2 separate regions of the Zea mays genome follow, and region 1 is linked to region 2. Evidence: chromatin contacts called from public Hi-C data. All regions are on one chromosome and are shown on one strand. Each heading gives the region's core, a stretch centred on a gene start, on an enhancer-like site or on the middle of the called end of the contact. The rest is flanking DNA. Distances are from core to core; before and after follow the strand shown. Region 1 has its middle 3.5 kb from the start of LOC100216850. Region 2 has its middle 19 kb from the start of TRNAI-AAU.

What was found. A called contact is a pair of places that touch in the nucleus more often than the background predicts.
Region 1: a contact with region 2 is called in a Hi-C map of leaf, with 8 times the contacts expected there. The contact joins two enhancer-like sites. A contact is called at or near these places in 5 of 25 Hi-C or Micro-C datasets (bundle sheath, ear and leaf).

Annotation. Positions count from the first base shown.
Region 1 is chr1:95,690,663-95,697,190 of Zm-B73-REFERENCE-NAM-5.0, forward strand. No RefSeq gene overlaps it. Among protein-coding and RNA genes, the nearest start is that of LOC100216850, 3.5 kb to the right of the region's middle. Within about 2 kb of position 3,034, at least 16 of the 20 cell types and tissues checked have an H3K27ac peak or open chromatin away from gene starts, as enhancers often do. A contact at or near this core is called in leaf, where this site is marked.
Region 2 is chr1:95,612,942-95,619,059 of Zm-B73-REFERENCE-NAM-5.0, forward strand. No RefSeq gene overlaps it. Among protein-coding and RNA genes, the nearest start is that of TRNAI-AAU, 19 kb to the left of the region's middle. Within about 2 kb of position 1,725, at least 9 of the 20 cell types and tissues checked have an H3K27ac peak or open chromatin away from gene starts, as enhancers often do. A contact at or near this core is called in leaf, where this site is marked.

The sequences.
Region 1 (6,528 bases), core at 1,784-4,283, 79 kb after region 2:
TACCTTTTTATCTGCATCCGGTAGGTCTATCTCTTGACGATGCGGCCAATTAATCAGCGAGACGGCTGCGCCATCGCCTTCCGTTTCGTCCTAAGTTTATCAGTCCGCATCATCATGCATTTCTAGGCAAACGAAGCGAGCGAGCACCCTTCTTTTTTTTAACCCTTCCAGTCAAGTATGGTAAACCAGCTCACTGCTCACCACCATCAGGCTTGTTAGGCCCTGTTTCAATCTCGCGAGATAAACTTTAGCAGCTTTTTTTTAGCTACTTTTAGCCATTTGTAATCTAAACAGGAGAGCTAATGGGGGTAATTGAAGTTAAACTTTAGCACTTCAATTCATATAGCTAAAGTTTAGCAGGAAGCTAAAGTTTATCCCATGAGATTGAAACGGGGCCTTAGAGTAAATAAACAGATAATAACAATCCCAACTGCTAATCTTAGGCCCTGTTTCAATGTCGCGAGATAAACTTTAGCAGCTTTTTTTAGCTACTTTTAGCCATTTATAGGCCCTGTTTCAATCCCGTGAGATAAACTTTAGCAGCTTTTTTTTAGCCACTTTTAGCCATTTGTAATCTAAACATGAGAGCTAATGGTGATAATTAAAACTAAACTTTAGCACTTCAATTCATATAGCTAAAGTTTAGCCGGAAGCTAAAGTTTATCCCGTGAGATTGAAACGGGGCCATAATCTAAACAGGAGAGCTAATGGTGATAATTAAAGCTAAATTTTAGCACTTCAATTCATATAGCTAAAGTTTAGCAGGTAGCTAAAGTTTATCCCGTGAGATTGAAACGGGGCCTTAGTTGTACTATACTAGCAGGGAATCAGGATGTGGACTTGCTGTAATTACAGCAGCATGCGGCTAGCTACCTAGTTAAGCGGTAACAGGGACGTGGCGTCTCGAAGGATCGGAACCAGCCGCGCCCAGAGAGTCGAATTGGAGTAGATATCTAAGCGCAAGAGGCCAAGAGCGATCGATGTCCAGCTCCGGCAGGTCCTGAACAAGGGGGACGAGGACAAGGACATCGTCGGCGGAGGCGGAAACTAGATTGCTGAGGTGGGCCCGTGCTTGCCTTTCCTCGCTGGGCGCCAAGGCCGGCCAATCGGAATCTCGATCCCGACCCCTTCCCCTTTGGGGCCTCCGATGCGCAGGCAGCTGCATGCATCAGCAGCAGGTGGAGACGTGGAGTATATAGGCCAGGTACTACTTGGTTGTTATAGGGTACGACGTACTATACCGTACCCGAACGCCATACGTACGGAGGGACGCGATGATCCATATGCGCTGGAGATGGTTACAATGCGACGTCGCATTGCATCGGCTAGTCTGATAAGGTATTATTTTAGTGGCGCCTATAGCCGTCCACGGCCCCAATCGTACATGGCGCTGGCGGCAGCCATATTTTAGGTAGTGTTTGGTTGGAGAGCCAAGTAGAACGGAATCGTTCTGTTCCAGTTTTGTTGTTGTTTGGTTACAAAGTAACTAGAACGGAATGGCTCCATTTAGGGAATATTCTCCTCAGATCCGGAACCATTCCGCTCCAAAAAATCAATGGAACGGAGCCGCTCCGTTCCAATCCTGCTCTCACAGTCACGCTCCATTCCGTTCACTCTGCAACCAAACAAAAAACAGAACCGCTCCGTTCCAGATTACCAAACACAGAACAGAGCGGCTCCGTTCCTAGAATCAGGGATGGAACGGCTCCGTTCTACTTGGCTCCTCAACCAAACACTACCTTAGCTTTTGGCCGGTGAAACCGCGTGCTCGATCCTACGTCTACGTACGACTGTTAGCACTACATAAATCTATAATGCATGCTTGTATATCTGCTACATATAGCAGCAGGCCGTTGGATTGGATCGGATCAATGCAACGTCCCACACATAGAAATGCCGGTCCTGCATGCATTGCCGTAGTCTCTCACATGACGACACGTACTATTCACCACGTCGGTCTAATGGTCTGTGATAACTATTTAGGGCTAGTTTAGAAACCCCATTTTTCCAAATGATTTTCATTGTTTTAAGGAAAATTAGTTTATTTTACTTGGTAAAATCGGAATCTCTTGAAAAAATAATGTTTTCAAACTAGCCCTTAAAGCATCTCCAAAAGACTACCATAAAATCACGCCTAAAATGTAGTTTTGAGAGCAACCTAAAGCTTATTGGAAGTGTATTTTTTTTTGTTTCCTCCAACAGTACACCTAAAACATATTGCATGCATGTTGTGCGGCGTGGGTGGTACAAAAGGAGTCGGAACAAAAGGTTGGATGAGCCAATGGGAGACGTTGGATGTGGGCTAGAAATTTTTTGGGGGAACCAAAACATTCCTCTTTGTAGCTACAAATTAGAAAAATTTTGGGGTTGTGAAAAAATGGAAAAGGTTTAGGCTCTGTTCGGCAGGCTAGGGTTGAAGCCAAGCCAGGAACCAAACCAGCCCAAGATTGAGTGGATCCTAGGCTGTCACTTATTCCGGGTCGGCAGCCCACTTTCAGCATAGGAATTAATCCGGATAGTTGGTCACCTGGCTTTATTCTAGGCTAAAAATTGAAGCGAAGGAGTTAAAACCAGACGACTTTGATTCTGGTCCAAGACAAACGAACAGCTCTAATAAACTACATCAGATTCTAAACCAGGCTGATTGGTTCCGCCTAGAATGAGACCCGGAACAGGCCGTTCAGGCAAAAACGAACGCAGCCTTAGGAGAGCTGTTGGAGGCTTGTTTTTTTCTTTTTCCCTTTAATTTCAAGTTAGGGAAGATTTTAAGAGATCTCTTGGAGATGCTCTTAGTAACTTTGTTTCATAACGGTCAAAAAAAAAACCCAGATGCCTCCGGGCCATCGTATCGGCAGACCAGAGCCAATTAGATATCCAGTCTTAAAACAGCAACGAACGAACCAATCAACACTGTCTAGCCTCCTTCTAACTAGTATTTAATTTCCTTTTGCAGCTCTCGGGCAGCTTTGCGCTGTTGCTCTGTTTCGGCCGAAGGAATTACACAGGTGCTCTCTTGGGCCACCTGGGCCGAGACTAGAGACATGGCCCTTGGTCTGGGGCCTGCCCCGTCTTAAATAAATCACGCGGTCAATAGATCTATCCATCGACCGCTTGTCTTTTTTATGCGCGAAAAGGTTAAAATAGATGGTAGTACTCCGTATCTGAGTTATTTTTCTCCTAAAAAATTGTTCTGAATTATCTCAAAGCCTGTTTTTATTTAGGGCATGTTCGGTTAGCTCTCGATCCATTTGGATCGAATGGGATTTGATGATTTTGAATACCAAACAAGTTAAACTTTTTCTTAATTTTTTCCAATCTCATCCAATCCTTATGTATTGGAATAACCGAATAAGGTCTTATATGATTTTTTCTCTCTCTCCACTTAAATACATCGAACGAAACGCGCCCGCCCGTGACCGATCGAGAGGCAGGCAGCGTGCGGTTCGGTTGTTCTGTTCTGCGTGTCATGTGCGGGCGAATTCCCACGCTACGCCGGGTCAAATGCCACGGCCCGGCAGGCCTGCTTGCTTCTCGTTCTCGGCACTAGTAGTCACCACTGATTGAGTCCCTGTTTCATCGAATGTTTGAACCTCCGTTCCGGGTATTAAATGTAGTCGGATTATAAAACTAATTTGTCAGCCGAAGATTAAAAGACGAGACGAATCTAGTCCAGTTGGTTGGGTCTATATTTTATACTCCTATTTAAAAGTTAAACGCTTGATGTGACCCGGGCTAAACTTTAGCAGGAGTAACCAAACACTCCCTAAGTGACCAGTGACCAGGAGTGGGATCAATCACCGCGTCTTTTCGACAGATAGAAGGGGCTCATCGAGTGCTGACCGTGTGCAAGAGGCCGGTGCGAGGAAATTCGTCACGGTACGAGATGTTAATACTTGCGTGACCCAGCTACAGCTACTACTAGTCGATCGATCAGGGCTTCTGCAATTTGAGTGGAAACCTGCACGTAACTGCCTCCTGATAGACAAACGGTCCCGCCAAATCTCAGCGATGGACAGTGAACTTCTGATCTCTAGACAGCACTGGGCTCCATCCGAAAATAAATATTGTTACAGAATTTAGATTCATCGAACTTTTTTAAATATTTAACTAGATCTATAAAAGAACAATGACAATATTTATATCTATAAATAAATTTATTCTAGAAACATACTACTTCACAACCCATCTAACAATACTAATTATTTATACATATGGCCAGAATCTAAAACATTTTACTTTCTCAAGCAGCAGCAGCAAGAACAACACTAGATTATGGGACGGACGTGCAAGCTATAAAAAAATCCCGTGAACTCGCAAGTTTTTCCACATCTTAGCCCTGTCGCCGCTGTGGAGATACCAAGAGTACATCCTATACGAGCTACTTAGTGAGCAGTAAGCATAAGGTAGTAGGAGCCCGGCCAGCCTAGTCACGCAGACATCGACACGTACGTTGATGAGTAACTGGACCGAATTTTTTACATTTTAGCCCTTTTGTAGGAAAAAAATCACGTTTAGACCCTAAAAAATTTTAATAGCAATTTTAGACCCTTTGCTCGGCGCCACAGATCTTGGCGCCGAGGTACGTGCTACGCTGGCACACCTGGCACACCTGGCCGACGTGGCATCGAGCTCGGCGCCACAGATCTTGGCGCCGAGCTCGGTTGTGTTTTAACAGTTTTGTTGGAAAGTTGTAAGTATAAGGCTTGTCTAGCTCAGTTGGTAGAGCACAAGGCTCTTCACCTTGAGGTCCTGAGTTCAAGCCCCATAGTTTGCATTTCAATATTTTTGTCTTTATCATTGATTTGTATTTTTTATGTCGCTAATGTGTCCATACAAATTTATTTTTGGGTACCATGATCCTCGTTTTTTTTTGGTAAATTAAAACGCGAGCAGTATAAGCAGGACACTTAAACCTCTCGATTTACATGGTCAGGGTACAAAATAAAAATACTGTTGCAACCTGGCCTCGTTGTAATAAAGTATGTATATAGCTGTAACCTTTGACTTGCAAGTGAATTCAGTACTAGTCTCGAGTCTCGACTGTGCACTCCGGCCAGAGTCCATTTTCATCCATTGACCATTGTACGTACGTAACACAAGCTAGCTAGCTATATGTATACGTGTCAGGCGGAAAATACGTCAGAGTATCGGTGGACTAATTAACAAGTACGCGATCCGGTTGTTGGTTCCTATACTATAGTAAAAGCGGCGAGTGAAGGACCCAGCCGGCTCAGTGGAGCACACTGCACACGACCATGGTGGCTACACGCTCCATTGCCGGCCACCATCGTGGCATCGTACGCACGAATCTTAAAGCCTCTCTCTGCTTGACGACATTGTCTTTAATCTACGTATCAAGACACAGGTGTCCTTGCTCTATCGGACTTAAAGGACACCAAAATGGGACAATATACGGGAAAAGGTATTTACTTGGAAGAAAAAAGAAAAATACTAGCCATGCTCGCTGCGAATCGAGAGGTTTAAGTGTCATGCTTATACTGCTCGCATTTTAATTTACCCAAAAAAACGAGGATCATGGTACCTAAAAATAAATTTGTATGGACACATCAGCGACATAAACAAAAAAAAACAAATCAATGATAAAGACAAGAATATTGAAATGCAAACTATGGGCTTGAACTCAGGACCTCAAGGTGAAAAGCATTGTGCTCTACCAACTGGGCTAGACAAGCCTTATGCTTACAGCTTTCCAACAAAACTGTTAAAACACAACCGAGCTCGGCGCCAAGATCTGTGGCGCCGAGCTCGGTGCCACGTCGGCCAGGTGTGCCAGCGTAGCACGTACCTCGCGCCAAGATCTGTGGCGCCGAGCTGTGTTACCTCGGCGCCATAGCCTATGGCGCCGAGCAAAGGGTCCAAAATTGCTATTAAAATTTTTTAAGGTCTAAACGTGATTTTTTTCCTATAAAAGGGCTAAAATGTAAAAAATTCGGTAACCTGGAATGCCAAGTCTGTTTGCCCCATACGAATTACGAACGAACATGAGTTCATAAAAAAAAACAGTCAGATGTGCAGGCGTGTTTCGTTGGCAATTTCGAAGACCGCGAAAAAAAAAGAACGGGACGAGGAATCTGTTTTCGACGTGGTTACTGACGACGAGGGATTCATTTTTGACGTGATTGGTGACGCCGCCGAATTTGTTATTACGTGCCTCTGTATTATTATTGCCGATGCACTAGTAGTCGAAGCTGGGCGAACAATTGTATCATAATCCGTGCCGTTTCACGAAAATCTGCCTCGGCCGCATCGGTCAACCATAATTTCGCTCCGAGACCAATCTAATTCGCTTCAATAATAAAAAAAATACAGATCAGAAGGCTTAAAACTTTTCAGGACATATCGGTTTCCTCAAGGAAATAACACAGAGACCGGGCATATAAATGTAGGGATCGTATCCAGTGCACAAGGGCCACGTCGTGCACAAATGCACAAAACGAAATCTGGCCGTCCATTTTCCATCCAACGGCCGTCGTAAATATGCAGATGAACCCTCCCGCAGCCTCCGTA
Region 2 (6,118 bases), core at 475-2,974:
GTTGGCCGCGCGGGGACGAGGACGGGACATGCGCTCTCTTGGGGCCGCTCGCTTCCCTCACCCGCGTGGACGCTTGTAACCCCCTACTGCAAGCGCACCCGACCTGGGCGCGGGACGAACACGAAGGCCGCGGGATTTCCACCTCTCTCACGCCCGTCTCCGGCCACCTTCGCTTCCCCCCTTCGCGCTCGCCCACGCGCTCGACCCATCTGGGCTGGGGCACGCAGCGACATTCACTCGTCGGCTTAGGGACCCCCCGGTCTCGAAACGCCGACAATGTTAAAGTAAAATGACACGGGGTGATATCGTCCCCTCGATTTTTTGGGATTACGCCGCCATCAAAATTTACTCCGGTGTTTATCTCACATCCACATGACTCTCATTTAAACACTATAGAAATTGTGGCCGACCCCTTCCATTCCTCTTGTATAGTTAGGAATAATAGTTCACCGCGTAGATGACCTTTCATTATTTTTTATAGAGATGAAATATTCATGTGGACTCTTGTGCGCTTTGATTTTTTTTGGCTTGATTCTATGTTTGAGGGTTGGAAGGAAATGGTGGAGGCAATATACTGGGCCATTCTTGCCAAGTTCGCTATTGCAACCTTTTTTTAGTAAGAGGAGCATATGGCTGCCCCCTCTTGTCTGCACTCTAATCCTATCTCCATTTTATGTTTCTTCTTTTATTTGTATCATATTGCATGGTGCATCATTTTTCGGTATATCAAGCACAGGGTACTAGGGTAGTCATCCTCATCCAAATCTTTAGCTTTTTAGAAAGATGAGTTATTAGTCTTTTCTTTTGATCAACAGAGTTATGAAAGAGAAGCAGAATCAGTGAGTTTCCTAGTGAAAGGAACTCACGATCAATGAATGGAGCTTCTACTGGAAGAGCGAAATGGCTACTGATACCACATGTTACTTGCTGGCATGGCTCCTCATTTACAACTTAGTGGCTCCGTTTCAAAATAGTATTCGTTTCAGTACTTAATTTTTAAATATATATTTAATTGGATAATGATCAATCTAGATACATGTATAAAACTTATACATTAAAGGTCATATGGATCTATTAATTATCTAAAACGAATTTTAAATTGAGACAGAAAAGAGTATTTATCGTAGAATCTTTGGTAAGAAAACTGACGTGTGATTCTGTTTTACACATTAAGGCTAACACACAGCTAATTACTAGAACGCAGACATTCACCTAGTACGTATACATAGGTTACGAAGTATGTTTTGTACTGCTGGGGTATATCTAGTCGATTTCATCTAAGCATATATATAATCAACTATCGGCCGGGAATAGCGGCTCACTTTTTATTTGCATCCGGTTTATAGCTGCACCTTTATCGCCCTTCGTTTCGTCCTCACTTTTTTATCAGTCCGCGTCATGCATTTCTAGGCGAACTAAGCGAACACTTTTTTTTAAAACCCTTCCAGTCAAGTATGGTAATAAACCAGCTCACCATCAGGCTTGTTAGAGCAAACAGATAATAATAACCCACTGCTAATCTTAGTACGCCGTTATTAATTTGTTGTAGGAAGAACACTAGAGTGATTTGCTTACAGCAGCGGTATAACAGGGACGTGGCGTCTCGGAGGAATCAGCCGAGCGCAAGAGCGATCGATGTCCAGCTCCGGCAGGTCTTGAACAAGGGGGACGACTGGACGAGGACAAGGACATCGTCGGAGGCGGAAACTAGATGTCGAGGTGGGCCCGTGCTTGCCGTTCCTCGCTGGTTGCCAGGGCCGCCCAATCGGCATCTCGATCTCGACCCCTTCCCCTTTGGGGCCTCCGATGCGCAGCTGCATGCATCAGCAGCAGGTATATAGGCCAGCTACTACTTGATTGTTCCCGATCCGGATCGCGTCTGCGTCGGCGTCGGTCGAGACGAGCGAGAAATTTCAATATTTAACCCTTAATTTCAGCAATGGATTCTCTACATTTGACGATAGATTTTTTTTCTTATTTCCTATTTTTAAGTGTCTGTTCTTACTCAGCACACGCCGCCTGCGCATAGAATCCCCGCAACAGACCCTTTTATCCTGGGAGATCGAGAATTCAATGTAGTGTTAGATTTTTAGGGACTAATTTTTAAACACTTTATTTTAGTCTTTTTTAATCTATAATTTGTTAAATACAGGGTAAATGATGTATTATCTTGTGTTTGATAATTTAAAAAATAAAAGGGACTAAAAATTAGTTCATATAAACCAAACACCTCGTAATCAACTCTTAATCAACAGTGAATAATTAAAACTAAAGAAACTAAGGACATGTATTGTCGGGTACCGTAATTAAGGGTACCCCCAACACTCCTAAACACGGCTGGTAACCACCATCAGTACAAGCTGCAGAGACTGATGGGCGCGGTTTAGGTCAAGGCTTCGTCTACCCAAAGGGCGCGATCTCGCCTCGCCCGAGCTCAGCCTCGGGCGGGAACTGTAGCCTCGGACGAAGCTACATCTCGCCCGAGGGCCTCCTCAGGCAGTGGGCACATCCTCGGCACGCCCGAGGCCCAACTCGAGCAGGCTTCGTCGAGAAGCAACCTGGCCAAATCGCCTCTCCAACCGACCGTATCGCAGGCGCATTCAATGCGAGGATCGCCTGACACCTTATCCTGACACGCGTGCCTCAGTCGGCATGGTCGAAGTGACCGCAGTCACTTCACCCTTTCGCTGACCGACCTGATAGGAAAACAACGCCGCTCGCTCCGCTCCGACTGCTGTGCCACCCACCAGGGTGAGGCTGACAACAGCCAAGTTCAGCCTCAGGCGCGACAGGAAGCTCCGCCTCGCCCGACCATAGGCCTCGGCCTCGGAAGGAGGTCTCCGCCTCGCCCGACCCTAGGGCTCGGCCTCAACCCCGGCCTCGGAAGGTGATCTCCGCCTCGCCCGACCCCAGGGCTCAGCCTCAACCTCGGCCTCGGAAGGTGATCTCCGCCTCGCCCGACCCCAGGGCTCGGCCTCAGGAGAAGTCTCTGCCTCGCCCGACCTCGGGCTCGGACCGACCGCACCACGGGGATACATCATTACCCTACCCCTAGCTAGCTCAGGCTACGGGGGAACAAGACCGGCGTCCCATCTGGCTCGCCCCGGTAACAAGTAATGATGGTTCCCCACGTGCGTCCATGACGACGGCGATTCTCAGCCCCCTACGGAAGAAGGGAAATGTCAGCAAGATCCCAGCAGCACCGACAGCTGTGCTTCTACAGGGCTCAAGCACTTCTCCGACGGCCACGATACCGCGTACACAGGGCTCTAGCACCTCTCCGACAGCCACGTTGGCATGTACACAGGGCCCAGGCACCTCTCTGCCGGACACGTTAGCGCCTAGCTACACCCCCATTGTACACCTGTACCCTCTCTTTGCATCTATAAAAGGAAGGTCCAGGGCCTTCATGCGGGAGGGTCGCGCGGGAGAAGAAGCTAACGAACAGGCTCACTCTCTCTCTCACGCGAACGCTTGTAACCCCTACTACGAGCACACCCCCTTGGCGTGGGATATTACGAGCCGTGTTTTCCCTTGTGTTCCATCTCGCGCCAAACCATCTGGGCTGGGACGCGCAGAGACAAATTTACTCGTCGGTCCAGGGACCCCCCGGGGTTGAAACGTCGACAGTTGGCACGCCAGGTAGGGGCCTGCTGCGTGTTAACGAACAACTTCCCGTTGAGTTCCAGATGGGTAGTCTTCAGCAACCTCTTCAGCCCGGGACGGTGCTCCGCTTCGGGAGTCTCGAGTTCATGTCCCTCGACAGCAGCTACGACATGGTACTCCTCCCCCCGCAGCGCGACAGCGGCAGCGACGGCCGTCAGCTCACCCGGCGGCGGCGACCTCGACGACGTCTTCCCCCCGTGGCGGAAGAGCAACACCCGGGTTTGTCCCGCCACTCTCCTCGCCGCAGGAGAAGGAGACGGGGCAACCGTGGCCATGCAGGAGGCGGCACCTCGTCGGCGACGCCGGCACCCCAGCGGGGGACATGTCGGGCGCTGTCCTCGCACCTGAGACAACGACGGATGTCGTTTCCCCGCAATGTGCCAACCCCAAGCGGACAGATGACGCCAACACGCTCGCGAAGGGCTTGCTGGGCGTTAGCCTCGTACCTGAGATAACAGTGCGGTCCGTCCCCGACGCGACCTCGTCACCGTCCATCGATTAAGAGGTACCGTCCGTTTTCCACCCTGTGCCTTTTAGATCCAGCTTCGATCCACCAAGCGACCCCGCTTCAGTGAGCGCTTTCGTAAAGGCATATCCTAACCTTCCGGGGTACCATATGTGGTCATCTTGGGACCGAGTGACGGCCGTCTCAACCTACTGGACTCCGGGTTTCGAGGAAGAGGACGGTCCCGACTCCGGTTGGGACTTCTCCGGGCTCCGCGATCCTAGTGCCATGCGAGACCTCATGACCGCATGTGACTACTGCCTCTCCGATTGCTCCGATGATGGCCACAGCCTTGACGACGAAGGTTGTGGCCCAAGTCGTGAATGTTTCCACGTCGATCTAGGGGGTCACGACGAAGACAACCACCTCGGTATGCAGGAGGATGACGATCCCCCTGGGCCTGCTTCTCGCGTTGACATCCTGCGGGAGCTAGCTGTGGTCCCAGTCCCTGCGGGGGGTCAGGACACACAGCTCGAGCAAATCCGCGAGATGCAGGCCAAGCTCGATGAGGAAGCAGAGCAACTTGTGCAGCTCCGGCAAAACATCGAGCAGGAGTGGGCAGGCCGGGCACTCGCCGGAGAAGCGCGTCATCAGGCCCGGGACGTCCAGCGCCGTACCGTTGACGATGCCAGGGCAAGGCTGCCCCCGGCCTCCAGCGGGGTCGGCCAGAATCTGGCTGCAGCGGCAGTACTACTCCGAGCAATGCCCGAGCCATCCACCACCGAGGGGCGACGTATCCAAGGAGAACTCAAGAATCTCCTGGAGGATGCTGCGGTCCGACGGGCCGAGAGCTCTGCCTCCCGAAGGCAAGGGTTCCCCCCGGAGCATCGCGCAGCAACTTCTCGACTCATACGGGAGGCCTCGGTCCACACCAGGCGCACGCGGGACGTGACGCCTGCAGCCCCAGGTCGCCTCGGCAACGGGCACCGCCGCCGCGACCGTCGAGCCCGCCTCGACGAGAAGGTGCGCCGAGGCTACCACCCCAGGCGTGGGGGACGCTACGATAGCGACGAGGATCGGAGCCCCTCACCCGAACCACCAGGTTCGCAAGCCTTCAGTCGGGCCATACGACGGGCGTCGTTCCCGACCCGGTTCCGGGCCCCGACTACCATCACCAAGTACTCGGGGGAAACAAGGCCGGAGTTGTGGCTTGCGGACTACCGGCTGGCCTGCCAGCTGGGAGGGACAGACGATGACAACCTCATCATTCGCAACCTCCCCCTATTCCTCTCCGACGCCGCCCGGGCTGGCTGGAGCATCTGCCTCCTGCGCAGATCTCCAACTGGGACGACCTGGTCAAGGCTTTCGCTGGAAACTTCTAGGGCACGTACGTGCATCCTGGGAACTCTTGGGATCTCCGAAGCTGCCGCCAGCAGCAAGGGGAGTCCCTGCGAGAGTACATCCGGCAGTTTTCGAAGCAGCGCACCGAGCTGCCCAACATCACCGACTCAGATGTCATCTATTCCTAGCCGGCACCACTTGCCGCGACCTGGTGAGCAAACTGGGCCGCAAGACTCCCACCAAGGCGAGCGAGTTGATGGACATCGCCACCAAGTTCGCCTCTGGTCAGGAGGCGGTCGAGGCCATCTTCCGGAAGGACAAGCAGCCTCAGGGACGGCAGCAGGAAGACGTCCCCGAGGCGTTCGCCCAGCGGGGCATGAAGAAGAAGGCCAGAAAGAAGGCGCAAGCAAAGTGTGACGCCGCTAACGCGGATCTCGTCGCTGCTGTCGAACACAGGAACCCTCGGAAGCCTCCCGGAGGGGCCAACCTATTCGACAAGATGCTCAAGGAGTCGTGCCCCTATCACCAGGGTCCCATCGAGCACACCCTTGAGGAATGCGTCATGCTTTGGCGCTACTTCCATAAGGCCGGGCCCCCGGCGGGAGATGGCAAAGGCCAAGACAACGACAAGAAAGAGGGCGACAGGGAAGAGGAATTCCCCGAGGT